7 separate regions of the Mus musculus genome follow, and all the other regions are linked to region 6. The links are chromatin contacts, called in public HiChIP or PLAC-seq, Micro-C and promoter capture Hi-C maps. All regions are on one chromosome and are shown on one strand. The core of a region is the stretch at or near the end of the contact, and the rest is flanking DNA. Distances in the headings are between cores, read along the strand shown. Region 1 has its middle 38 kb from the start of Csf2ra. Region 2 has its middle 17 kb from the start of Csf2ra. Region 3 overlaps Grk5 (G protein-coupled receptor kinase 5). Region 4 has its middle 57 kb from the start of Csf2ra. Region 5 overlaps Grk5 (G protein-coupled receptor kinase 5). Region 6 holds the start of Eif3a (eukaryotic translation initiation factor 3, subunit A). Region 7 holds the start of Csf2ra (colony stimulating factor 2 receptor, alpha, low-affinity (granulocyte-macrophage)).

Evidence for each region. Promoter capture Hi-C pulls out the DNA fragments that hold promoters and counts their contacts. A called contact is a pair of places that touch in the nucleus more often than the background predicts. HiChIP or PLAC-seq counts read pairs in DNA pulled down with a chosen protein or histone mark.
Region 1: a contact with region 6 is called in an H3K4me3 HiChIP or PLAC-seq map of bone marrow-derived macrophages, with 3 times the contacts expected there. The contact joins the enhancer-like site here to the promoter of Eif3a in region 6. A contact is called at or near these places in 1 of 39 promoter capture datasets (the C10 cell line) and 12 of 115 datasets of contacts at active chromatin or transcription factors (the 230-238 cell line, bone marrow-derived dendritic cells, bone marrow-derived macrophages and 6 more).
Region 2: an H3K27ac HiChIP or PLAC-seq map of bone marrow-derived dendritic cells shows a contact between it and region 6, with 10 times the contacts expected there. The contact joins the enhancer-like site here to the promoter of Eif3a in region 6. A contact is called at or near these places in 9 of 39 promoter capture datasets (the C10 cell line, the HPC-7 cell line, embryonic stem cells and 4 more), 1 of 484 Hi-C or Micro-C datasets (embryonic stem cells), 10 of 115 datasets of contacts at active chromatin or transcription factors (the 230-238 cell line, bone marrow-derived dendritic cells, bone marrow-derived macrophages and 6 more) and 1 of 9 other capture datasets (liver).
Region 3: an H3K27ac HiChIP or PLAC-seq map of acute myeloid leukemia shows a contact between it and region 6, with 2.1 times the contacts expected there. The contact joins the enhancer-like site here to the promoter of Eif3a in region 6. A contact is called at or near these places in 2 of 39 promoter capture datasets (the C10 cell line and liver), 5 of 115 datasets of contacts at active chromatin or transcription factors (T-cell acute lymphoblastic leukemia, acute myeloid leukemia, bone marrow-derived macrophages and 2 more) and 1 of 9 other capture datasets (pancreatic islet).
Region 4: a contact with region 6 is called in an H3K27ac HiChIP or PLAC-seq map of trophoblast stem cells, with 8 times the contacts expected there. The contact joins the enhancer-like site here to the promoter of Eif3a in region 6. A contact is called at or near these places in 8 of 115 datasets of contacts at active chromatin or transcription factors (the 230-238 cell line, bone marrow-derived macrophages, embryonic stem cells and 4 more).
Region 5: a contact with region 6 is called in a promoter capture Hi-C map of pre-B cells, with 4 times the contacts expected there. The contact joins the enhancer-like site here to the promoter of Eif3a in region 6. A contact is called at or near these places in 13 of 39 promoter capture datasets (the 3T3-L1 cell line, 3T3-L1-derived adipocytes, the C10 cell line and 10 more), 3 of 15 datasets of contacts at CTCF or cohesin (the NIH/3T3 cell line, large pre-B cells and pro-B cells), 4 of 484 Hi-C or Micro-C datasets (B cells, nephron progenitors, neutrophils and 1 more), 25 of 115 datasets of contacts at active chromatin or transcription factors (the 230-238 cell line, DN3 thymocytes, the NIH/3T3 cell line and 18 more) and 4 of 9 other capture datasets (adipose tissue, liver, macrophages and 1 more).
Region 7: a Micro-C map of embryonic stem cells shows a contact between it and region 6, with 7 times the contacts expected there. The contact joins the promoter of Csf2ra here to the promoter of Eif3a in region 6. A contact is called at or near these places in 10 of 39 promoter capture datasets (the C10 cell line, the HPC-7 cell line, embryonic stem cells and 5 more), 17 of 484 Hi-C or Micro-C datasets (B cells, CD4 T cells, LSK cells and 10 more), 21 of 115 datasets of contacts at active chromatin or transcription factors (the 230-238 cell line, DN3 thymocytes, Th17 cells and 14 more) and 2 of 9 other capture datasets (adipose tissue and liver).

Annotation. Positions count from the first base shown.
Region 1 is chr19:61,264,450-61,267,882 of GRCm38.p6, reverse strand. No RefSeq gene overlaps it. Among named protein-coding and RNA genes, the nearest start is that of Csf2ra, 38 kb to the right of the region's middle. Within about 2 kb of position 2,077, at least 152 of the 459 cell types and tissues checked have an H3K27ac peak or open chromatin away from gene starts, as enhancers often do. A contact at or near this core is called in the 230-238 cell line, bone marrow-derived dendritic cells and bone marrow-derived macrophages, where this site is marked.
Region 2 is chr19:61,243,662-61,247,121 of GRCm38.p6, reverse strand. No RefSeq gene overlaps it. Among named protein-coding and RNA genes, the nearest start is that of Csf2ra, 17 kb to the right of the region's middle. Within about 2 kb of position 2,196, at least 87 of the 459 cell types and tissues checked have an H3K27ac peak or open chromatin away from gene starts, as enhancers often do. A contact at or near this core is called in the 230-238 cell line, the HPC-7 cell line, bone marrow-derived dendritic cells and 4 more, where this site is marked.
Region 3 is chr19:61,050,469-61,053,977 of GRCm38.p6, reverse strand. The region is part of intron 4 of Grk5 (G protein-coupled receptor kinase 5); the gene reads right to left. It also overlaps a transcript of Zfp950 not described here. Among named protein-coding and RNA genes, the nearest start is that of Gm22520, 39 kb to the right of the region's middle. Within about 2 kb of position 1,282, at least 31 of the 459 cell types and tissues checked have an H3K27ac peak or open chromatin away from gene starts, as enhancers often do. A contact at or near this core is called in acute myeloid leukemia and bone marrow-derived macrophages, where this site is marked.
Region 4 is chr19:61,283,506-61,287,101 of GRCm38.p6, reverse strand. No RefSeq gene overlaps it. Among named protein-coding and RNA genes, the nearest start is that of Csf2ra, 57 kb to the right of the region's middle. Within about 2 kb of position 1,606, at least 7 of the 459 cell types and tissues checked have an H3K27ac peak or open chromatin away from gene starts, as enhancers often do. A contact at or near this core is called in embryonic stem cells and trophoblast stem cells, where this site is marked.
Region 5 is chr19:61,082,532-61,086,080 of GRCm38.p6, reverse strand. Grk5 (G protein-coupled receptor kinase 5) reads right to left here. Exons shown (of 16, transcript NM_018869.3): 12 at 2,812-3,020; 13 at 1-9. It also overlaps a transcript of Zfp950 not described here. Among named protein-coding and RNA genes, the nearest start is that of Zfp950, 57 kb to the left of the region's middle. Within about 2 kb of position 1,375, at least 120 of the 459 cell types and tissues checked have an H3K27ac peak or open chromatin away from gene starts, as enhancers often do. A contact at or near this core is called in the 230-238 cell line, B cells, DN3 thymocytes and 10 more, where this site is marked.
Region 6 is chr19:60,789,300-60,792,947 of GRCm38.p6, reverse strand. It overlaps Eif3a (eukaryotic translation initiation factor 3, subunit A), which reads left to right and starts at 2,255. Exons shown (of 22, transcript NM_010123.3): 1 at 2,255-2,479. The coding sequence starts at 2,431.
Region 7 is chr19:61,225,979-61,229,687 of GRCm38.p6, reverse strand. It overlaps Csf2ra (colony stimulating factor 2 receptor, alpha, low-affinity (granulocyte-macrophage)), which reads left to right and starts at 1,270. Exons shown (of 12, transcript NM_009970.2): 1 at 1,270-1,349; 2 at 2,323-2,416; 3 at 2,504-2,658; 4 at 2,762-2,882; 5 at 3,034-3,163; 6 at 3,304-3,473; 7 at 3,633-3,709. The coding sequence starts at 2,323.

The DNA.
Region 1 (3,433 bases), core at 828-3,327, 480 kb before region 6:
ATTGGACACGCAAACTGTATATGCCCCAGTACAGGGGAACGCCAGGGCCAAAAAAATGGGAATGGGTGGGTAGGGAAGTCGGGGGGGAGGGTATGGGGGACTTTTGGGATAGCATTGGAAATGTAATTGAGGAAAATATGTAATAAAAAATATTTTTAAAAATCTAATTTGATTTCTCCTAAGTGCATCTCTTAAGGGAGCTTAAGCTATGTAGTATTGACAGGACTCTCATGGAGAACAGAATGGCTCACACCCTACTATTCAGAGATATGTGCACAGGTCATGTTTCTTTTATAATTGATTGATTTGTTGATTGGTTGATTAATGTTTATCCACATAAATGTTCAGACTCATAGATGTATGCAAAACAAAAGTATTCCTGATGCCAAGGATAAATGACTGTGTCAGATAACGTGGAAGTCTGAATCTCCATCTCTCAGCATCAGTTGAATGTATGTAGTTCTCCACTTAGGTGTGTGGACATGTGAACATTTCCCCCTTCCTATGGCATGCCAACTGGTCATGTCATTTTGTAAGTCTTACTTAGGTGACTCACCTGTTAAGTTGTCTCAGGTGCAACTCCACTATTACAGAGAAGACGCTGTTTCTCAGCAGGCAACTTAGTCCTCCAGATTTTACCATCTTCTAGTCCCTTTACATGTTCTCTGAGCTGTGGGTGCAGGGGCCATGTTGTGTGTATATCACATGGGTTCGATGAGGGCGGGAGGGTGGCCGGCGGGCGGGTGGCAGCGAGCACCAGAAAACAACAAACCCCAAGCGGTAGTGTTTTTAAAATGAGACCTAAATGGAGTGGAACTGAGATCGCGAGCCACCCTCCTCTTCCACCGTGCTTAGATGCTCCCTTCCCCTTACTGTAGCCCCTTCCCCTAATTGTGCCTGTTCCCTTGCCCCGCTGACCGATTCGCTAGCCACGTACTTTGACTTAGAGAGTGATTTCGCCTGTTTTCACAGCTCCCTGTCATACATTCGTTTTTGGGTGTCTGAGTCCAGCCCGCGTTCGCTATGTTCGGGTGGGACGATGGGGACCGTTTGTGCCACTCGGGAGAAGTGGTGAGTGGGTACGCTGCTCCATCATGCGTGCGTGAGTGTCGTCCCCCACCCCTTCCCCTTCCCCGCCCCCCCCCCACCCCCCCAAGCTAGGGAGGACCGTCGGGAGAGACGGAATAAGTGAGTGAATGTGGCGGCGCGTGAGCGATCTGTATTGGTTTGTTTAGTTGATCCAGACCGTTGTTGACGGGCGACACCTAGTGTTGACAAGTTTCCGCAACGCTCCTGCCTTCTCCGGTTGGTGACACAGGACAGGGAAGTGCCTGCGATGAGGCGGCCAGGGTCGGGCAAGCAGGCGGGTGCATCTCGGAGATAGAGAGTCTCTACCAAGGAGGTTGTACCGGGAGATCTACAGGGCAGGGGTTGTTGCTGTACGCCCTATTAGGAAAAATGGTAGGGTTGGTGGCAGCTTGATCAGGTCGACCAGAAGGCTCAAGTCTTGCCCCTGCCCCAGAGATTTCTTTTTTCCTTCTCCCCTAGCACCCTTTCTCCAGGAGTCAGTGAGCTCTGGATTTCTGAGGCTGAAAGGGTGCTATGGCCCCGACTTGATAGATGACATGGAAAGAAAGAAACCAAACACAAGCCCACTAGATGACAAGTGACAGCAATCACAGCTGAAATATAACACACACACATACAAATTCTGTCATAAAATCCAACGTGCCTTCATGATCAAAGTTTGATAGTCAATAGTACTAGAAGAAAAATATGTCTGTAAAATAAAAGCCAGAACCTTTTCTGCTTTGTCTTATTTTGCTTCAAAGTAGGGTTTCTCTTGGTGTACCTCAGCAGCCCTGCCTGGAATTTGCTCTGTAGGCTTGGGTAGCCTCAAACTTACAGAGGTCCTCTCTGCCTGCCTGCCTCTGCTACCCATGCAGCTGGGCAGAAGCTACAATCTTTTTTCTTTTCATTTATTGGTTATTATTATTATTAGTTTTCAATGTATGTATTTGTGTGCTCTATCTGCTGCCTATATGCCTGCATGCCAGAAGAGGGCACCAGAACCTAGGAGAACCCACCATGCAGGTCCTGAGAATTAAAAGAAGAAAAAAGAAAATTCTTATCACATAGAGGGTAAATATCTGGCCGGCTCTTGTAGTGCTGTTTAAGGCTTACTGTAAATAATAAAAATTGTGTGTCTTTTATCCAAAAACAGAATGAACGTGTTGTGCCTGTGTGTCTGTTTCTACTTCCTTGTTCTGTCACTCAGTTGCACATTGACCTCACCAAGATGGAAGACCACATGTGGATGGCAGCCATCTTGTCCACTGACAGACCTCATCAAGATGGAGGTGGCTGGCCATCATGTGACCTACTGTTCCAGGTTGCTTTTGTTTCCAGGCTGCCTTTACCAGCCTCTAGGTGGCCCAGTTTGCATGTGCAAAGCTCATGACAAGGAAGCTCCCAAAAACAGCCAGAACCCTAGACCATCCACAGACAGCCTCATGGTTTTTTCTCCTGCTTTTGTATAATACGTTAAAATGCCAGACCCTGAATCAGTCATTCTAAATTCTTTTGGTTAATTTTAATTAAAATGCATAATAAAAGATAAATATAATCAGTCATCCTGGAACTCCTTTGATGTAACTCAGTCTGTAGACTAAGCTAGCTGCAAAATTACAGTGATCCACCACCTCCCTCTGCTACCACCACTGCCTGGTAAAAGCTAGAATCATAGAAAGAAAGGGGAAAGAAAAAAAAGATAAGAATCTTAGCTGGTCATAGTGGTGTACAACTTTCATGCCAGCATTTGAAAAGCAGAAGCAGGCTCTTACAGGTTACAGTCTGGTCTACAAAGTGGGATCCAAGACAGCCAGGACTGCTTACACTAAGAAACCCTGTATGAAAAAAATAAAAATAAAATTTAAAAAGAAAAGAAAAGAGAGAGAGAGAAGAAAAGAAAAGAAAAAAGAAAGAAGATAGAAAAGAAAGAGAAACAGGAAGACTTAGGAGATAGTTTTAGTTGATTCGTGATATCATTTCTCTTCATAGGCAGGCAGGCAGCCATACTTGTTTGGTTTGGTTTGGTTTGGTTTGGTTTGGTTTGGTTTGGTTTGGTTTGGTTTGGTTTTCAGGAAGTGTAGCCTAGGTCATATACAAGCACAGGCACAAGAAATAAATAAGGATCTCTGAAACACAATTCTGGGGGGGGGGGTGCTAGCTTGGCCATGGAGACACACACACACTAATAAAATCAGGTCGTCAGGCATCTTGGCTAGCAGGTGTGTGTGTGTGTGTGTGTGTGTGTGTGTGTGTGTGTGTGTGTGTGTGTCCATCTGTCCCTCTGTCTGTCTGTCTGTCCCTCTGTCTGACTGTCTGTGCAGAACTGCATATGTCCCAGTACTTATCAGTCAGGGCCACAATT
Region 2 (3,460 bases), core at 947-3,446, 450 kb before region 6:
CTCGACCAGAATATTACATTCAGATCCAACACCTCTCTTGTGTGTGTGTCTGTCTGTCACCCCATCCAACTCTTTGTCCATCTGCTTGAGAAACTCTTTTCACGCAGACAAAGGAGCCCAGAGGGTCTGCGGCAAGAATATGGTGCAAGAACATTGCTGGTTTGAGGGCAAACTTTTACATCAACTTTGGAAATCAATTTGGGGTTTTCTCAGAAAACTGGGAATAGTTCTACCTAAAGACCCATCTATACCACTCCTGGGCATGTCCCAAAATGATGTACCAGTATACCTCAGGGTCACTTCCTCAACAATATTCACACCCACCTCATTTGTAATAGCCAGAAACTAAAAACAACCTAGATGTTCATCATGTGAAGAATGGATAACGAAAATGTGGTATATCTATATGACAGAATACTTTTCAGTTGTTTAAAACAAAGACATCTTTAATTTTGCAGACAGATGGATGGAACTTGAGAATATCATCCTGAATGAGATAATCCAGACCCAAAAGGACATGCATGGTTTGTATTCACTTAGAAGTGGATATTAGTAATAAAGTACAGGATACCCACACTACACTCCATTGTCCCAAAGAATCTAAACAAGAGGGAAGTCCCAAGAGAGAATGCTTGAATACACTTTAGAAAGGGAAATACAATAGTCATGGGAGGCAGATGGTGGGAGAAAACTGGGTGCAAGAGGGATGGGGTGGGAAATAGGGGGTTCATGATCAGATGTGGGAGAGATAGTACAGAGGAGCAGAGGGCCAGGAGAATGAATGAAAATCTTCAGCTTGTGGGGATAATGGAGTAAGGGGCATCTTAAATCTTGCCAGAGATCATGAAGGGGTGAGGCTCCCAGAAATAAATTGTGGTGAACTTCACTGTGACTTATAGCTTTGGGAATATGGAACTGCAGAGGCCACCTCCTATAGCTGGAAAGAAACCCCATTGGAGTGATAGGGACATCAACACACCCTCAAAACTTTGCACACAAAATTTACTTTGTCCACAAGAAATACATGCATGGGCAATGGACCAGAAACTGAGGGAATGGCCATCCAATAACCAGCCCAACTTGAGACCCATCTTATGGGCAAACACCAATTCCTGACACTATTTTTAAAAGATTTATTTATTGATTTATTGATTGCATATGAGCACACTGTAGATGTACAGATGGTTGTGAACCATCATGTGGTTGATGGGAATTGAACTCTGGCTCTGCTCACTCCAGCCCTGCTCGCTCCAGCCCAAAGATTTATTTATTGAATCTAATTACACTGTATCTGTCTTAATACACACCAAAAGAGGGTGCCAGATCTCATTATGGTTGGTTGTGAGCCATCATGTGGTTGCTGGGATTTGAACTCAGGATATTTGGAAGAGCAGTCAGTGCTCTTAACTGCTCAGTCATCTCTCCAGCCCAATCCCTGACACTACTAATGATGCTTCATTATACCTGCAGACAGGAGTCTAACATAACTGTACTTCAAGAGGCTCCATCTAGCAGCTGACAAAAACTGATGCAGAGACTCACAGCTAAACATTGGATGGAGCTTCAGGACTATTGTGGAAGAGTTGGGAGAAAAATTGAGGGCCTTGATAGAGATAGAAAGTCCACAGACAGACCAGCAGTGTCAACTAACTTGGACTCTTGGGGACTGTCAGAGATGGAACCATCAACCAAAGAGCACTCACAGACTAGACTTAGGCCTCCTGCACATATGTAGCAGATGTGCAACTTGGCATGTGCACTTCCCAACAACTGGAACAGAGATTATCTCTAACCCTTTTGCATGTCTGGGGACTACGCTTCCCGAACTGCATTGAGTTGATGTGCCAGGGTCAGGGGGCCGCCATCTTATCAATGGAGAAGTGGAGATAAGGGGGAGGACTGTGTGAGAGGGCTCAGGGGAGGGGAGAGCAAGTTGGGATGTAAAGTGAATTTAAAAAGTACTCCATTCACCAGAGTGTCAGATTCCCATGCCATCCTGAAACAAAGGACACTAATATCATCCTACTTCAAGGGATAGAGTGAGGAGATTATGGCCTGTTTGAGGTTGAACAGTATTAAGTGTTACCCTCCCATTTTAAATGGAGGCCAATGACATTCCTCCAGGGAGCATGAGTGCCTGGAACATTGAGATAGAATCTGCAGTGTCAGATGAGGAACTTTGTTCAGAATAGAAACGTTGAGAAAGAAGAAGTGGTGAGTTTTAGATGCAGACAGTTAAGTGGGAGGGGCTGACTCTTCTAGCAATGAGGAAGTAAGAAAATGAAATAGCAAGCAATGAATGAAACACATTGGGAGAGGCCTAAGCTTCCTTCAATGCAGCAAATATGTCTTGGGAACATTTCTCCAACCTCCTTCTCGGGGGACCTTCTGTCTTGTAATGGTCCTGTTCACTTTTTAGTCAATCCAGGAAAAGTATGGTTCTCTGTAGGTCTTATTTCCCCACTCTTACTTCTGACATTAACTTCTAAGACTTTTGTCCTAACGTGTTCCTATTGCTGTCCCCTGGCAGCTGTGCTCTCTGGAAAGTTGGCTCTTCGACCTCTTGAACTACATACAGGTTTCTCAGTGTACACCAGGTTTCCAGTTTTTGTGAGCTGTCAACTATTCTGAGTTTGAATGTGTTGAGGCAGCTCTCATTAGGTGTTTTTTGTTCCTGAAAACAACTGCTAATCCCCATTTCTCTAAATAATGCCACAAAACTCCATGCTTCACCTATTTGATTGTTGGTGTTATTCTTACTTTGCTCTGTCATCAGCTTCATGCCTAGCATGAATAGATGATTGTTCACAACTACCCATAAATGGTTCTATATAAAGGCTTGACTTACTATTTGTGTGCTGAACTCTGAATTTCCTTAGTGGCTGTGTATAAAGGATGGAAATTGAAAGCCACCCCTAAAGCAAGGATATCACATATAAACTAATATCACCTTCCTAAGTTACTAATGTAGCTCCCTGGGATCCAGATGCATTCTGACTGGAGTATGTTGGTACCAAACTCATTGACCACAGTGCAGTTTTCCCTTTCTGTACCTTTCAGCACCTCTAACATTCTGTGACACAGCAAACATCATCTTCACCAGTGAATAAGCATGTTGCTTGCGGCTAAACTTATCTCGTCCAAAATTAATAACTAAGTTAATCAGGTTTTATTTGTACTGACACAGAATCAAGTATTAAATTATAAAATCAGAAAGTGAACTGATAGATATAGAAGGGGGAAATACAGCTTGAGATTGATATTTTGTTGTTGTTGTTGTTAATTAGTTGATGTTGAAATGGAGATCATATCTTGGATTATCAGCATGGGCTACTATCTGCTATCCTTCCAGGGATGGATACAGCATGAGTTTCAAGCTGAAACAGATACTTAGATGGGAGAATATGTCTATTTGTAAAAGTGGGAGTTAGTCTATTTTAGTTTTACTGTGAACATCAGA
Region 3 (3,509 bases), core at 33-2,532, 260 kb before region 6:
GTCTCATACAGCAAGTCTCAACAGCATGTTAGTATGTCATGAGCTCACCTCTGACACATACTAATCTCTACACACTAAGAGAGGTTCATCCAATTCAGAGCTTTACTTCCAGTTAGCTCATTCAATTAAAACATGACTTAAAAGAAAATTGCTTATTATTGTATTCATGGTCTGCACACATGATGCGATCTACGAAAGCTGATAGTATTGAATCTAGTGCTGCACTCACTCCCTTAATCCCACACTTAGATGACTAAATAAGATGATGCTCTGGTTTGAATCTGAAATGTCCTCAAAGGTTTAATGTTCTGAATGCTTGGTTTGTAGCTTGATAACTATTCTGAAAGCTGTGGAAGTTTTAGGGGGTAGAGCCTGGATAAAGACGGTAGGTCATAAGAGCCTTTGAAAGTTATACATGCCCTGGTGCCAGCCTGTACTCCCTGTTTCCTGGTCTTCCACAACATGAGGAATTTTTTGACTGTTAATTGATATAGGAGGGTCTGCCCACTATGGGCAGTAAGTACCATTCCTTAGGCAACTGATCCTAGGCTGGCATGAGTCTAAGTAAACTAAAGAGAAAGCCAGCAAGCAGTATTCCTCCATGGTCTCTGTTTAAGAGTTCTACTTGAGTTCCTACCCCAACTTCCCTCAATGATGGGACCTCAAAATATAAACCTAAGAAACCCTTTCCTCCTCTGCTTTTGGTAAGAGTATTCTGTTCAGAAACAGAAAAGAAACTAGAACATACCTCAAGGTTTCTCTACTATAGATGAAGCTGCCTTGTCATGCCTTCCCTGCTGTGTGAACTTTGAAACTACCTAAAACCATGAGCTAAAATAAACCTTTGTCTCTGAAGTTGTTTCTGCCATGCATGATGCATGGCAGGGATGCAAAAGTTACTAACACAGGCTCCAGGGCTTGGAAGTTAGCAGGGCTTGTTAACTATGCATCCTGACAACAAGGAGCTAGCTGACTGCCCTCAGGCCAGAGCTGAGAACCAGCTGGAGGTGTCTTGCTCAACATCCTGGTGCAATGTGTGGGGTAGAAAAAAGTACCACTGAGATGGTGCAATGAATAAAAAAGAAATGAAGAAAGAAAACTTGGAATCACTGTTGCTTTTCATATAATTCCTTTTCTTTTTTTCAAGTGGCTGTTTTCTCAAAGAGCCAAACAAACATTAGGGATAAATTTCTTTTGTGAAAAAGTAGGCTGATGGGTTGCTTCCCCCATAACAGGAACAAACTTCCCTGTTTTACCCTGTCATTGTTTATGGAAACAAAGAGGCAGCCCTATGTCGGCATAGGGCACTGAGAACAACATCCTGCCTGAGGACCTCTGGTCAAAAATAAACTCTAAATACCACCTGGGCTGGGCATTCCCAGCATCCCAAAGAGGAATACTACAGTGGTTCATGTCAATTGCTCATCTCACCTGTCCACCCTTCCTGTCTAGGAAGAACCCCATATAGGCCTTAAGTTCCTGCTCTAACTTCCCTCAGTGATAGATTATGTTCTGGAAGCATAAACTACAAACACTTTCCTCTAGGTTGCTTGTGTTCAGTGATTGTGAGTATGTGTGGGCAAGGGGCATCAATGCCCTAGCATTGAGTTTCATATAGATCCACTAATACTTTTCAGCAAAATTACAACTTAAGTGGGAGCCACCTGCCAAGCCTTAGTCATTAAGATTTCAATAATGCAGACCCAGCACAATGGTTTGTGAGCTCAATTAAAATGAGCCACAGCAAAATGTCCTATAGCTAACCCTGCTTAGGCAAGTTACTCAGGGCTCCACCCTGAGCTAGCTTCTCTTTTTAGACCTCAGCTGCCAGGTCTGTAAAGTTGTTGCATGAATGCTCTGAGAGTTGCTGGAAAGATCCACACAACTGTAAGAAGTCAGTTCAGTACAGTGCTATACTCCAAGGCTGTTGTGAAGAGTCAGGCCTGGTCCTGATCTTTCTGACAGACATCAGTGTTTTTGTGCTCCAGAAGAAGAATGGCTTACGAGACATCAAGTATATACCACAATTTGCTCATTTTCTCTCTACACACATCCTGTTTCCAGAGGAACATAGGACTTCTTAGAAAAGCATATAAGGCAAGCCAAGCACAAGCCATTTGAAAATAAGTAACAGGCATGAAGTATGAATTTCTTCAAAATATTATAAATGTCTCAAATGATTCTATCAAGAAAGTGAAAAGAAAGGGCCCACAATAGAGAAAATAGTTTCAAAACATTTATTTGAGACAAGATTTATATCTTGGACATGCTATTAGGAGATAGTTTCCTGAGTTCAGCCATCTCAGGTATGAGTCCCACCTTTCTGGCAGGGTCAAAACTGAGTTCTCCCATGCCCTGGAACTCAACTCCTATCTTGCTTCTTCAGATGTTTCATATTTGTCTGTTAACCAGTAAAGGATATAAAGAGAAAAGATGCTGTTATTCCACTATCTAAACTAAGACACACAAGTCATAAATATGTTGCTTGTCTTGGCTTAATTGACTAGGTAAGTGCAGCTTGCCAGTTCTTTGTTTTCTTATCATTCTAAAATTCTAGGCCAGAGTCCAGGAGGAGACCTGGCTGCAAAATCTGAATCAAGGCCCCTGAAACCAGGTGACCCAGATAAGGTCCAGTCACCAGTGTAACTACCTTACTTAACCCCTTGTATCTAGATATGATTGGTCAATGCAACAGCCTGCCCCACTGCCCCTTGATTTGTGTTCCCATCCTATAAAAATATTGTGCAACCTCCCTTTGGGGATGCACTTCAGATCCTGAACTGGTTGCCTTCCTAAGCGCTCAGAAAATAAAGCTTTCATTTTTAAGCTTCCATATCTAAAGTGAGTTTTCTTGGCTTCCACCCGTAACCCAACAATACAAAGAACTCTTACAAGTCAACAGCAAAAAGACAAACAACTAGCTTTAAAAATGGGCAGAGGATTTGAATATGCCCTTTTCAAAGAAAATATACAGATGGCCAATAAGCACAGGAAAAGACGAAACATTACTAGTGACCAGGGAAATGCAAATCAAAATCATGCCAAGAAACCACGTCATACCCACTAAGGTTGAAAAAATTACAGACAAAAAAAAAAAAACAAAACAAAAACAAAAACTGAAGGCCGAGGAGGTCAGTGGATAAAGTACTTATTGCATCTGCATAAGCATCAGGACTTAAGTTCAGATCCCCAGGACCCACATAATATCTGGGTGTGATGGGGACCCTGAAACTCCAGCACTGAGGAAGGAGAGACAGGGGGATTTTGGCTTGTTAGCCAGCCAATCTAGCCAAAATGGTGAATTCTAGGTTCAATGAGAGACTTGGTCTCAAAAAATAAGGTAGAGAGCAATATTAGAAGACACCTAAAATCAACTTCTAGAATCCAATGTACCAACACAAATATGTCTCACTAGTTCTATTTGTTCATTTGTTCACACACACACACACACACACACACACACACACAGAGTAAGGAGTGGAAGGGATAAAAAGGAGAAAGGAAGAAAG
Region 4 (3,596 bases), core at 357-2,856, 490 kb before region 6:
TTTACATTCTATGAATAGTGAGGCTATCAATAATAGTGGTGACTGCTTACATTTCTTGTCACTGGCGTGGATAACATTTGTGGTGTGGGATAGTTGGGAACATTTGAGAACAGTGACACAGGAGTTTTCTATTAGTTTTTTTCTCATTATTTAAGAAACACGTCTTCTCTTTTCATGTCTAAGTTAGCTAATCTCTGACCACTTTATGATATTTCTATCTTGGGAGACTTCTCTCAGTAATTTTAGTAAATATAAGCGTACATGTTACCAATGTGGTATCAATACACATTTTGTGGATTGCTGAGAATTGTTTGAAAACACAGCCCTTTATATTATGAGGCTACACAGACAGCTTAAGTAACTGATGTTTCCTAAAGTTTAGTTGGAGGTTGTAGTTTGAGCATTACACAAGGTCTATTCCCAAAATTCTTTTTGTATTAGTAAAATTTTTAATTGAGATTTTTTTGTGTGATAATAAAAATATTCTGTGAGGGCCTATTTTATAGAGCATATAATGAAAACACCATAGGGGTAAATTTTTGGTGAAAAACTGATTGTATTTACCTCAAATTTAATCATTAAATATATAGGTGTATGTTTAGCATTTATTGATAAATTATATGAAACAACAAGGATGAGACAGGAGATATTATTCTTTACATAAACATAAATACAATATGGCATTATTCCATTCCTACTTATTTGTGGACCACTTTTGTTACAAAAGAGGAACATATTCTATAGAAATTACACTAAAATCCCTCCTATGTCATAAACATAATATGGCACATACAAATATCACTGAAATTTCCTTATTTTTCTACTTCTCAGTAGGATGCTAGTGTTATTTTAGTGTAACTGTAAAGGTTATCAAAGATGTTTCATGTAATCTCCCCCAAGCCTGAAGCAGGCTGAGCCAGACCTTGACCTTTTCTACCACATTAAACCCTTCAGCCTGACTGCAGCAGGTGTGCATCCTTGCCTCCACCAGCGCAGGTGGCAGTTATTAATCTTCATTGAGGAAGCATTCTAAGTACATATTGTGGCTTTTGGTCTGATTCAGGAATAAGGTTTGCTATGAGGGCCGGACAGTCTAAGACGGGCACCCAGATCTCAGAATCATATCAATCTAGACAGAGGTACATGCCAAGAGGCCGTGGTTTATTAATAATACACCACAGAGCCATGTAAAAAATTGGAGGAAAAGGTTAATGTCTTAGAAGTAGTAGTCTTAACAATAGGGCAGGACATAGCACATATTAAGGCTATAAAGGCAGAAATTTCAGATATTAGCAAAAGCTACTTGGACACTTGGAACATTGATGAATTGGCCAGAGATTTAAAAAAATAACCTAAGTGCATTAAACCCCCTGGATTGGGTTCAATATATATTCCTACTTGCTATTATTATTGGCACTATTTTATTAGTAAATCGTTGTGTTTCCACTCATCTTTAGAGCACTCCTGAGATCTGTAGTTACGATGAGGCAGGATGTTCTGGAAATTCGGCAGAAATATAAGAAAGGGGGAGAATGCTACGCACACTCCAGTGAAGTTTGCTTGGCAGGCCGAGAGGCCTGGGAGTACTCACGAGGCAAAGAGTTTCACGGAAATTCACCTCCTGGAACTTTGGCGTTCTCATACTCATACACTATCCCTGTTAGTCTTGGTGTATGGATCCCCGTGCTCTCTTTTAGTATTATCTTATTATAAGTGCCTGTTAAGACTGAATTCTGACATAGCTAAGCCTTCACCAGAGTTCCAACGTCCTAGAAAGACCTTGAAGCCAACAAACTTGGAATTCAGTAGGAATTCAGTAAGAAAGTTATCTATTCAGTAACTAATTAAGCATTACAAAGGACCAAACCGGAATAGCTCAGGGCTAGTGTGCAGAGTGTTTACTTGAGGCAGTAAACAGTCTTACCCAAACACAATGGCCTAGCGAATAGGTGGGTTTACCATGAGAAAAGTTAGGGAATCCCACTGAGAGCAGTTTCTTCACTAGGCCCAAAGAAATCAGGCAGAACTATAGAGCATAAATAAATTTTATGCCTCAGTCCAGCTTTTTTTTAAATATTAATAACAGGGAGGAAATTGTAACCTCCCCCAAGCCTGAAGCAGGCTGAGTCAGACCTTGACCTTTTCTGCCACTATGGAGATTACCTAAGATGGAGCCTTCCTAGATCACTCTATTGTTCAGCCACTGCTGCTGTTCCTCTTCAAGATATTGCTACCTGCTGAGAGGCCGCCTAGCTATTCCTGAGACTACATCCTATCCTGTACATGGTCACCTGCAGCTGGGCTCCAAAACTGAATTGGCGGGAATGGGCCTCCCCCCTCCTTTATAAGTGCATTCGCCATTAAACATTTTGAGCCTTGATCAGGAACCTTGTCTTGGCTCCATTTCTCTCTCGCCTGCCTAGTTCCCCTCTGTTTTCAGCCCCAGTTTGCCTCCCAGGTAAAACTCTGTTTCTTATGAGCTGCAGGCCGGTTTTCAACAGTTTCATAGAAATTAAGTTATAATGATGAGAAGTCACCAGAGTGAACATATCACATTCCTTTGTAAATAGAAAGTTGATCAATGATACTTTGGTGGTGAGGCAAGCCATTTTTCTCTGCATTAAGAACCTGGCAGAAGTGTATACCTGCATATTTGAAGGGAGGATAGTCTTTAACAAAGTATCTTATAAAACACTTGGATGTATATGGGGCTGTGAAAGGCAGCCTATTTTGGTTGAATGAGGCTTTCTCTGGAGACCCAGTAGGAAACTCTACAAGGGACGGAACAGTGAGCCATGTTCCCAAAGACAGGCGCCTGACACCACAGAGCCCCCAACTCCATAATTTTGTGACTATAAGAACTCAGACAATGTCCCAAGCTTCTGGCATTCTGGCTAGACTCCACCCCCACAGTTACCTGACTATAGGTATGCCCCTTCCCACAGTTACCTGACAACAGCAAGGTAGCCCAGCCCACTATAAAAGGAGCTACTTGGCCCCTCCTTGCTCTCTTTAAGCTCTCACCTTTCTTATTCTCATCTCTAGCCCTCCTTCTCTCTCTCCCTTCCCCCCTCTCTCCACATGGCCATGGCCAGCCTCTCTCCCTCTTTCTACCTTCTCTCTTTCTCCCTGCCTTTCTACAATAAAGCTTTATAACCATAGACTGTCTCTGCTTATCAAGGCCTGCTGTGCTTGAACCATGGGATAGGCTTTTCCCTAATGAGCCACATCTAACCTCCCTCCAGAAGGCCTTTCTGTGTTCCAGCCACGGACCAGACCAAGGATTCTCACCCATGTGGGAACCACCCCCTGCTCTCTCCTCCCTTTGTCCCCAGGGCTGACTGAGCCAACCCCAGGGTTCCCATTTTGTTCTCAGCTCTTCTGTGGTGTCCAGCAACATCTGGAATGCCTGAGATTGAGAACCTGTTACCTAGGACTGCCCCTTGTCCATCCCCCAGTCAGCTGGGATTCAATGGCTTCCCACAGCCAGACACCTACCCAGGGCCAAGTGGAAAGCATGCGGCAGTCTTCTGCAACTGCCTGCCCAGAGCACTGGAACTCTGGTGAGACACGTGTTTTCTCCCACTTCCTTTATT
Region 5 (3,549 bases), core at 126-2,625, 290 kb before region 6:
GGTGAGCAGCTGTGACAAGAGAGTCTCGTGAGGTCATATGACTGGGCCTTTCCATCTGCCCATAGGCCAGAAGGACAAAGGAACATCTGTGACTGTAGCTCTAGCCTCCCCAGTGCCACCCCCTAAAACTCAGTCTGGAGGAGGATGTCTCCCCAGTTAGAAGAACTGAAGCATCAGCAAGGACAGGATCAGATCATATCTTTGTCATGCTTTCAGTTGCCCTGTGTATACTCTCAGGCTGGTGGCTCAGGTTAGAGCCTACCCTCTGGGCTTCTCTTTTCTATTTTATTGTATTTTTTATATTGTTCACTTATTGTGTGTCGATGTATGTGCCACAGCATTTGTATGGAGATCAGAGGACAACTTTGTAGAGTCAGCTTTGTCCCTCTACCTGTCACAGAGGTTCCAGGACTTGAACTCAGATCACCAGGATTGCATTAAAAAATGCTTTACCTGCTGAGCCATCTCTCTGGCCCCAAGTTTCTCTATTCTAGACATAAGTAACTGGGCCATGCTCCATCCATTCCAAGAAACACCAAAGAAGCAAGAATGTGCAGTAGCTGAGCCTGTTAATGCAGCCCCCTAGAGTCTACTGTGCTGGCAGATGGCCGGATCATCAAGGATAAGAAGATGAAAAAAAAAAGGATGAGGTAGGGCTGGGTTGCTTATCAGCTTCTACCAGGAAGGAATGGTATGTAAACGACACTTCTGCTTTCCAAAAGAAGTGATAGAAAATCAGGGTTTTAGGATAAAATATCTTCATCTGAAAAGCTTGGTTATTAAGTTAGTATTTGTCTATTTCTAAAATATACCACACAGGTGGAATAGAACACCCACCTATATGGTGTCAGGGATGGTATCAGGCGTACATTATCAAGAGAGAAGGTGTGGGTGCAGTGGGAGAAGACAGAGTAAGTTCCCTGTATGTGGGGGACCACATATGATCTGGAATGACTGGGAGAGTCAAATGGTGAAGGACTCAAGGGAGTGTGGAGAAGCTACAGCGATGGGGCACAGCAGGAGCCTCAGATTCAGCATTAGATCCAAGGGACAGGAAAGCTGGGTGTGTGGACATCTCTCTCAAGGGGCATGGCTGCCAAGATGGAATGGAGAACAACTTCCCTGCTGATTGTGTAGCTGCCTCTATGGTTTATAGGTCAGGTATTGCAGTAGCCTGAGTCAGCACCTGCTAAAGGGATAAGAGCAGAGTGGCCAGACTGAGATGCTGTGGCTTACAAAGTCCAGACCAGAATCCAAGACCCCAAGAGAAGACAGAGCAAGGCTTGAGGTTTCTGGAGGTACTTTCATGTGTACAATCATTTGGCACTTTTCAGCCAACACATTTCCCTCGGTGGCCACAAGGGGGCAGGAGAGGGACAGCTTTGGTCCTGGTTACAGCAAGAGCTTCAGCTCACAAAACCTGAGGTTGAAATGGAGGTTTGTGGGGAAGTGGAGAGGTGGTGATAGTGGTAGTGGTTAGAAGCAGAGATCATGTTTGCTCCATTCTCTCAGTATGTCCATGTCCCTATTGATGTTTCTTGAGACAGGCTTTTTGGGACTCCTGACCTAAGAATGTGATGCCTCTTATAGTCTTGTTACATCACGCAGACAGCTGACCATGACATAACAAGTACCACTGGCAGCCATCTCTCCACATCCCTAACCCCTGCTGTCTATCTCTCCACTACCTCATCCCGACTGCACCGCTGTGACAGTGCTTCTTTGAGACTGGTTAACAGGTTGTGGGGTTGTGGTCTACATGTTACATACCTTCTTCATCATGTCTTTGACACATGTCAGTAGCAGAGGAACACTTCCTCTTTTAGATATGATCAGAGGGCAGATCCAGCCCCACATCCTTACCACAGCTCTATACACAGAAGTGGCCAAGCAGGGGTGGTTGAAGTAGCCAAGCCCCCAGGGATCCCTGGTCCTCTGAATGTAGAAGCTTAGTTACTTCAAGTTTCTAGTCTTGGTCTTCTCTAAGCTCTACCCTGAGCTACTGGTATGTGTTCCCTTGAACCTTCCCAGGGCTACTTGGGGACTCAGGAATGAGAGGAGAGGCCCCTTTCAGGCCTCTGCTCTCTGCTCTCTTCTTTGCTGCTCAGGGTGTAGTATGGCTCCAGAGGAAGGTACTTTGCCACATTGGCTTACAAGTGTGTGTATCTAGGCACTTGAGGACAGAAAGCATCAGAGGGCATCTTCCTGTGGTGAGTCTTAGGAGACTGAGAGCCAGGCAAGAGCAGGAAGTAGCTGACTCCATACCAAACCCAAGGAAGGGCCTAAGGACCAGCTATGGAACAGTGTCCACCTTGGCTGAGGGAACCTTACAGCCCCTATCACTCCTTCCTCTTTAGCTGTCCAGTATCCACACCTGGCCCCAACACACTCCAGTCACTCTAATCTCTTCACTTGAAGGTCCTGCCCATCCACACATGCTGCCATACAGAACTTGAGCTGGGACCACCGTTCTACACAGTGAATGGAACACTGAGAATATGTTCAACAACTCCAAGGACTTTAACACCTCTCTTGCAGTCCTTGTCCTCAGTCCCCCGTGTCTAGAATCCAGAGTGGAGGGAATAGGAGGCCAAGTTCAAGGGCAGGAACTTGCCTGTGAACCAACTTGGGCTATCATCTTTATGCTTTGCTGACTTTTCTACAAAGCTACACACACTCATGGGTGTTCACGTCAACCCATATTCCTTGATTCACAGGGTATCCTGTCCAATATGCAGGTGTTGTAGGCAGAGGCTGGAGGCACCACTGGGCAGCAACCTATGAGCAGCATCTGGCTCACCGGGAGCTTACCATGTTGCAGATGGACTTGGCCTCTTCAGAGAACTTGGAGGAATACACTTCCTCAGTCTCCAGCACCCGGCGATCCACCTCTTCCCGCTTAACCTTCTCCTTGCGACCTCGAAATGGTGACTGGCCTTCAATCATCTCATAGATGAGGCAGCCCAGGCCCCAGTAGTCAGGGCTCAGTCCATATCGCTGGTTGTTCAGAACTTCTGGGGCTGAGAACAGGAGGGAAGAGAGTGGTAGACAACTAGCAGCAGAATGCAGCCACATTCCGGTGCTGCTCCTCATCTCAGCAGTACCCAAGGGTATAGCACTCTCATAGAAAAACTGGAGTTTTAAGCTGGGGCTACTTCCTTCCAATCTCCAACTGCAACCCAGCAGGTATGTAAACACCACTTTGTCCAGAGAAAGCCTTCCCTAATGGTGCTTCACTGTGCCCAATTCTGACGGTGGCTTCAGAACCCTGGTTATGGTGGATAGACACGTCTCCTCAGACAGAACACACAACATAGCTCTCACTGCTTTGTCCCCAGTGACAGGCATGGCTCCCAACACAGGACATATTGCATACATATTTATTTCAATGAAGAAGAATGCCCATCTAAATTAAAGATTAAATTGAACCTACATGGACTTTGAATCATCTTTTGGGGGGCGAGATGGAAGAGAAGGCTCAGTGGCTAGCAGCATAAACTGATTGCTGTTGTAGAGGACCTGGGTTTAATTCCCAGTACCCACACAGCA
Region 6 (3,648 bases), core at 1,006-3,505:
CAGCTATAGTGTACTTACATGTAATAAATCTTAAAAAAAAAATGAGTACCAGACTCTAAGTAAATTGTTGGAGGTGGTGTCTTATTTGCTGCTCAGCTGTTCTTGAACTCTGAGGTTCAAGCAATCTTTCTGTCTTAGGCTTTGAGTGGTTTGGATTACATACCAGCCACTGTATATAACTAATTTGACTCATTTTTTTAATGCACACATGTGATCATTGTCTATATGTCACCGATGATTAATATGCTTTAAATAACACAAAGGGGAAATCATCAATATGAGGGATATTTCATTTCACTTCTTTTAATTTTCTAGTGGTCAACTGACTGTGGGCCTACCAAATAGGTAATGTTAAACACACTTTACCTTCATGACTATTTTCCCTTATGAATGTTTATGTACAATGTGTGTGCCTGGTGCTTGTAGAGGTCAAAGGTGTAAGATATCCTAGAACTAGAGTTATGGATGGATGGTTATAAACCATCTTATGGATGCTTAGAATCAAACCTGGATTCTCTCTTCAGGAGCAAAAAGTGCTCTTAACTGCTAAGCCATTTCTTCAGCTTCTATTTTACTATTTTTTGTTATGATAATGGAGTCGAGAATGTGAGAAAGCCTTTTCTGATATTTAGGCCAAGTTTCTTTTTATTTTACTGCTTGAGTCTTTCTTTAGCCTATGAAGTAATTTTTATGTAATTAAAAACTGCATGAAAGAACTATTTGCTCTTTATGTTTGGCTTTTAAAATTTGACTTAACTATAATATACACAAAGAAACCCTTTGATCATGCCCATAAAACAGTTGGTAAAGCTTGTAAATACTGGATGCTCTTTTACACCAATCCTGTCCGGGTACTTGTTTTGGAAGGTGAAAGTTCATGATTTAGCATGGTCTAAGCATTCTGGAGGAAGAACTCTTGAAATGAACTTTAACATATTTTTTATTGTTTTTAGTGTGCCCTGTATCTTTGAGTGGGTATGTTCATGTGAATGCAAGTGTTGGGTAAGCCAGAGATGATAGATACTCCAAAACTAGAGTTATAGGTGGTTATGAGCAGTCTGATGTGGCTGAACTAGAGTGCTCTGCAAGATTAGTATCTCTTCAGACCTTTAAATAGCTTTAAAATATTTCTCATTAATTTGTTTTTCGAGAAAGGTTTTCCTCTGTGTAGCTTTGGTCTATAGAACTCCCTGTATAGACCAGGCTGGCCTGGAACTAACAGGGATCTGCCTGACTCTGCCTCCTGAGTGCTGGGATCAAAGGCCAAAGGCGTAGATTCTCACCACGCTCAGGTTTTATTTATTTTTTAAGGTTTCCTCATTCATTGACACAGTATCTCATTAACTCACATGTCCCATACTATTGTAAAATATGTAATAAACTTACAATAATTTATTCTTTTCTTCCTGAATTTTCTCTGAACCTTTGTGTGGTGCCAGGGATTATGGAGGCCCCTGTGTGTGCTAGAGGAGCGCTCAGCCACTGTACAGCCACAGCCCTGAACTCAAGTTAATTTCCTACCAAGAGCCTAATAATTCGACGCGGTTTAAATGGCTTTCAAGCTCTAAGCATAGTAATTAATCTGTGAACACTACATTTGTTAGGTAGCAATAAAAGACATGGCTTGCAATAAGCCATTTCTTCACCAACACATTTCTTATATTTGTTTGTGACGTGAGCTGTATGTAAAAATCGATGACACTCGCGTATTTTCAAATATACAAGCCAGGTTCCTGGGTCTTCTACTCCCCTTCTTTCGGGAATCCTTGGGACACTAACCCTAGGAGGATACCAAATAACTCTGTTTATTATTCGTTTGTTCCCTCCCCTTCCTTGTCAATCAAGTGACTGGTGACCTATTTTTCAGGGATGAACACCACTGGCCAGCGATACGGGGTCAGCACTTCCGTTCAGTATTTTCAACCTTTCCAGGAGAGGTCCCGGCAGAGGCGATGCGACCCTAACGCGGCCTGCTTCCGCGCACGTCATTTTGGCTATGACTGTGTAGACACTGCCTTTTCTCGTCGCAGATCAGACCGCAAATTTCCCTTTCCCACTCTGTGTCCGCGGGGGGCAGAGGTGGTCGGAGAAAACGGTCCCGAAGGTTCCCTCCCGCAACCAAAGAACACCACAGCTCGCGCTGCTCGGCACCCAGCGCCACGTCAGCCCGCGCTCGAGACGCCAGCGCGCCTGCGCGCGGAGAAAGGCGGAACATGCGCAAAGGCCTGCCTCCTACATCCGGGGCTCGGGCGGCGGCGCTGCCGCCGCGAGGGAATCACGTGGTTCCTTCCTTTCCGTCTCTGGCCGGCTGGGCGCGGGCATCTGCTGGCGAGGCGCGTGGAAGCTCGCGCTAGTTCCCCTCCGCCTTCTCTCCCGGTCCAGGCCACTAGGGAGTTCGCTGACGCCGGGTGAACTGAGCGTACCGTCAAGATGCCGGCCTATTTCCAGAGGCCGGAAAATGCCCTCAAGCGCGCCAACGGTGAGTAAGGCAGCGGGTCGCGCCGCGCAGGGCCGGCCCGAGGCCTGGGAGTTTCGAGGGCCTCCGCCTGCTGCCCGCAGCCCGGGCTGTGGAGGCCAGTGGTCACGGCCGCCGCCACCGGGCCGCGTCTGCGCACGGCCTCCCTACTCAAGCGGGCCGCGGCGGAAGGCGCGGATCAGGAACCGTCGCTCTGGTGTGTGTTGAGTGGCTGCCGCCCGAGGCTTGCGTCGCAGGGCCACGGCCCAGCGGGTCAGGACTCTCGGGTCTTGCGATTCTTCGCTACGATCGGCCTTCTGCTGGCTTTTCAAACCCGCGGGCTGCTTGGGAAGCCCCGCGCTCCCTGCCGCCATCTGGGAGTGCCGGGAGGAGGAAACATGGCTCCCTCCCGGGGACAATGCACGCGAGAACCTCCGCTCCACCTCCCGCCGGGGTCGGGAGCCGGCTAGTCTACCTTCACTCCACCTCTCGGGCACGTCTGGTTCCTGATCCCACGCGGAGGCCTTCTGGGTCAGGGTCTACTTCCCTCACTACTAGTTTGCACTTCAGGCCTCTGCTCCATTAACTTGTTTCCTGTGGTGTCCTCCCCCCCACCCCCCGAAATGATGAGGGTCATTTCGAAAGTATTTCGAATCCAGTAAAGTTAGTATTCTTTAGGGATTTAAAAATGATCTACCCAGACAAGCCCTAGAAAGAGTGATTTCCCCAAGGTCACTTGGGAGTGTCAGAAAACTAAGACCAAGGTCTCTTGATATCCAGATCAGCTTTTTGTTTTTTGTTTTTTTGTTTTTCCTCCACCGCAGAGCCACTGAGTGCTATTTCTATTTCCATACGTGTGCTTAATTAAGCCTAGTGCTTGCAGGAAAGACTTGCCCGGATCTCTGACATTGTGTCGTGGAAAACTCGTGTGCGCATATCTGATCTGACCTTTAAAAATTGCTTTTTATTTTTTAAAATAAAACCTGATAATTCAGTATTTGTGCCCTTTTCAACCCTTCCAGTCCAAACTGGAAAAATAAACCATGTATGTTGCAGGTTTTTGTTTGGCAAGCTTGTTAGAAGTGGAAGTTACATTTTGTGAAAAGGCCATTTGACTCAAAACTTATAATAAAAGAATACTGCTGATAATTTTCAGGAATGAAGATGTGTTGGTTACATACATTAATATTTTT
Region 7 (3,709 bases), core at 21-2,520, 440 kb before region 6:
GGAAGAGGAGAGAAGTGAGAGAAGTGAGAGGTGAGAGGACAAAGGAGTAAGAGAGCGAGGTGGGGGCTAAGCACCCCTTTTTATGGTCTTCCCTGTTGCTAGGTAACTGGGGAGGAGTTTAGCCTGAAGGTCAGATTGACCATGCTTCTCTTGGGGCTGTGGGAGGTGGTAAGGAGCATGAGGGAATGCCTACCGTGTCATGAGGGTGAATTATGACTATCGGGGTTCAGACCTCAGATCGACTGGAGACCAGCCTGCAATTCCCCACAATACCATGTAGGTTTTTAAAACTAATAAAATTTATCTTAAAACATACAACTCAGTATTGATATTTTTAAAGTCATTAAAATAATTCATAATAGTTTAAATGCCTCTTAAATGTACATGACATCTTCGGAAGCAGACATTAATACACACTCTACCAGTTTTTAAAATCTGTTTGGAACATTAAACACGACAGAAAATCTCTCATGAGTCCTCTGTGGACAGAAATTGTGACGAGTTCCTGATTTTACAGAAACGTCCATCTCCGCGCAGTGTGTGTGTGTGTGTGGCTTCACAGAATGAGCTGGGTGGAAGCATCCACCAGGCCCGCCTGACCCTGGGCTGTCTTGGGTGGGAGACTTCACAGCTGTCTCTGGGTTCTGGGTCCTGGGACCGTTAGGTGGCTTCCGTGATTTTAACTGTGGTGCCTGTGCTGTGTAGAAAATTGTCCGTTTCATCCAGATTTGGTTTTCCCCAATTTGGAAATTAACGATGACGCAAGGAGATGTGAACCTAAGGATCACCTGTTGAACCTAACCCTTATCAATATGATCAACAGGATCAAGACTTTGCATGTCAGAGTCTTCCCACTGTGTAAGCGCGTGCTCACATGTGTGGTCACACTGTGTGCATCAGGGTAAGACTGTCGGTGATGTCACACTGTGCTGAGTGGTCACACTGTGTCCACAAGGGGTCAGATGCAGTGACTGACGTCACACCGTGTGTAGCCAGGCTGTGTGCGTGGCAGTGTGACGCGCCCGAACAGCCACACAGTAGGCTCACGTCCCGGTGTGCTGCCCCACTGCACGAGGTTGCATGGCGTCACACAGCGGGCCAACCGCCTGGCGCGTATACTTACTGTGCGCATTTGACATCATGCTGCCTGCACGGGACACTCGGACCCCGCCCCCGGTGACGTCACCGGGCCCCACCCAGCCACCCACCCCTGCCTGCCTTGTTCCTTCCCCTCTAGGTTTCCCAACCTGCAGATGAGGAAGAGGAAGCGGGAGACAGACGGACAGACGGACGGACACAGACGCTGCGCCCAGGCCTCACCATCCATCGCAGGAAGCCCCCTGTCTCAGGTCAGAGCCCCTCCACCCCTTTCCACCTCACCCTGCCTGACATGACGTCACCCAGAAGCCCCTCCCACCTGGCCCTACTGTGTGCCCAGCACACCCTGGGGTTTAGAAAACGATGGGGCTAGGGGACGGAGAGACCGGAAGGGGGGGGCAGTGGGACATGCAGACCTACTGTGTGTGCCCTGGGTCTCGGGTACAAGGTCCCCACCACCCGTGGGTCTGAGCCCTGGGGATGGTTTGGGGTGGGGTCAGAGGTAACAGAGGCCAAGGGGGGCTTAGAAGCCGGAGTTGGGGGGCGTGGCCTCCGCCTGCCAATCCCCCGCAACCTCTGACCTCTGTGTAGTACTGGGGTCAGGAGATGTGGTTCACCTCCAGGAGTCAGGGGTCTGGAGATGGTGGAGTTGAGGCAGGGGGATGGCTTCAAGTGCGTTTCCTCCAAAGCCCGGGGCGGGGGTGGGGGGTGGGGGAAGCGGGGAGTTGCGGATCGCCCCTAAGCCCGACTGCGGAGACCCCGCGGACGCCGCCCCCGCCCTCCCCACTCCCCGCGAGCGAGCGTCCTTGGCCCGACAGGAAGTGGGGACTGGAGAAAAGGAAGTGGCTGCAGCTGAGCTTGGAGCACGGCGGGGTTGGGGAAAGGCGGGTCCAGGCGGCGGTGGAGCGTGAGGGGGAAAGGGTCTGACCTACACACAGTCAGGCCACAGGCAGGCAGGGCGACCCCCGATCCCCTCGACCGCCTCCCCACCGCGCGGACAAAGCGGGTCCACATATAAGCAAAGATTCACGGGGAATCAATAGGATAACGTCACCAAGAGAGGAGCTGAGACAGGGGCATGGCTCAGATGGCAGAGCCCAGCCTCTGTACCCACCACAAATCATGCTGTAGTGAGTGGGTGGGACGGGGCCAGAGAATGCCCCGCCCACCCTAGTGCGCCAGACAGGATAACACCTCGGCTCTGCCCACTCATCTGACTGACAGATGACGTCATCACATGCCATGAACATCACCCCCCTGGCTCAGCTCGCCCTGCTCTTCTCCACGCTACTGCTTCCGGGAACTCAGGCCCTTCTGGGTTAGTGACGCTAGGTGGGCGGGGTCGGAAGTCACGGTGGGCGGGGCCGCGTCCAACAGAGCCACCTCACCCTCCTCCCCCTTCCAGCTCCGACCACACCGGACGCCGGCTCCGCCCTCAACCTGACCTTCGACCCCTGGACTCGGACGCTGACCTGGGCCTGCGACACCGCCGCGGGGAACGTCACGGTGACGTCATGCACCGTGACCTCGCGGGAGGCGGGGATACACCGGCGAGTCTCGGTACGTGGGGGTAGGGAGAGAGGGCCTTGTCCCGCAATGATGTCACTTCCGGTCGTGACCCCAATGCGCTCCCCCACCCTCCCACTCCCTGTCCCCCCCGCAGCCCTTCGGTTGCCGCTGCTGGTTCAGGAGGATGATGGCGCTGCACCACGGTGTCACGCTGGATGTCAATGGCACGGTCGGGGGCGCGGCCGCGCACTGGAGGCTGAGCTTCGTCAACGAAGGTGGGCAGGGCCGGGAGCGTCCCGGTGACGTCATCGCTCGCGAACGCCGGCAAGCGATGACGTCACCGCCGGCAACCGGCGTCGTCATCGCCAGCAACCAGCGACGACGCCTGGCGACTTCCGGTCGGGCTCACGGCGGCCATCTTGTCAGGCGCGGCGGGCTCGGGGGCGGAGAACCTGACCTGCGAGATCCGAGCCGCGCGCTTCCTTTCCTGCGCGTGGCGGGAGGGGCCAGCGGCGCCCGCGGACGTCCGGTACTCGCTGCGAGTCCTCAACTCCACGTGAGCAGTGACCTCAGGCGGGGCCCTCATGCATCGTGGGTGTGGTTGGCCAATCACGTCATCACGTCGCCGGTGACGTGAGCCCTGAACCCGCTATGACGTCATCGCTGGCCCTCTGACCCCGCCCCGCCTCTCTCCAGGGGTCACGACGTGGCGCGATGCATGGCCGACCCCGGGGATGACGTCATCACACAGTGCATTGCGAACGACTTGTCACTGCTGGGGAGTGAGGCCTACTTGGTCGTGACCGGTCGGAGCGGTGCGGGGCCAGTGCGGTTCCTGGACGACGTGGTGGCTACGAAGGCGCTCGGTGGGGTTGGACTTGTGAGCGGGGGCGGGGCTTGTGAGCCTGATTGGCATGCGGGCATGAGGTTGAGTGACGTTTGTGGGCGGGGCTTGTGAGCATGATTGGCAAGCATGAGGCGGGAATTGTGAGTGACAGCCCCGGCCACGCTTCCCGCCCTTACAGAGCGACTCGGTCCCCCACGTGACGTCACCGCGTCCTGTAACTCTTCCCACTGCACCGTCTCGTGGGCCCCGCCCTCG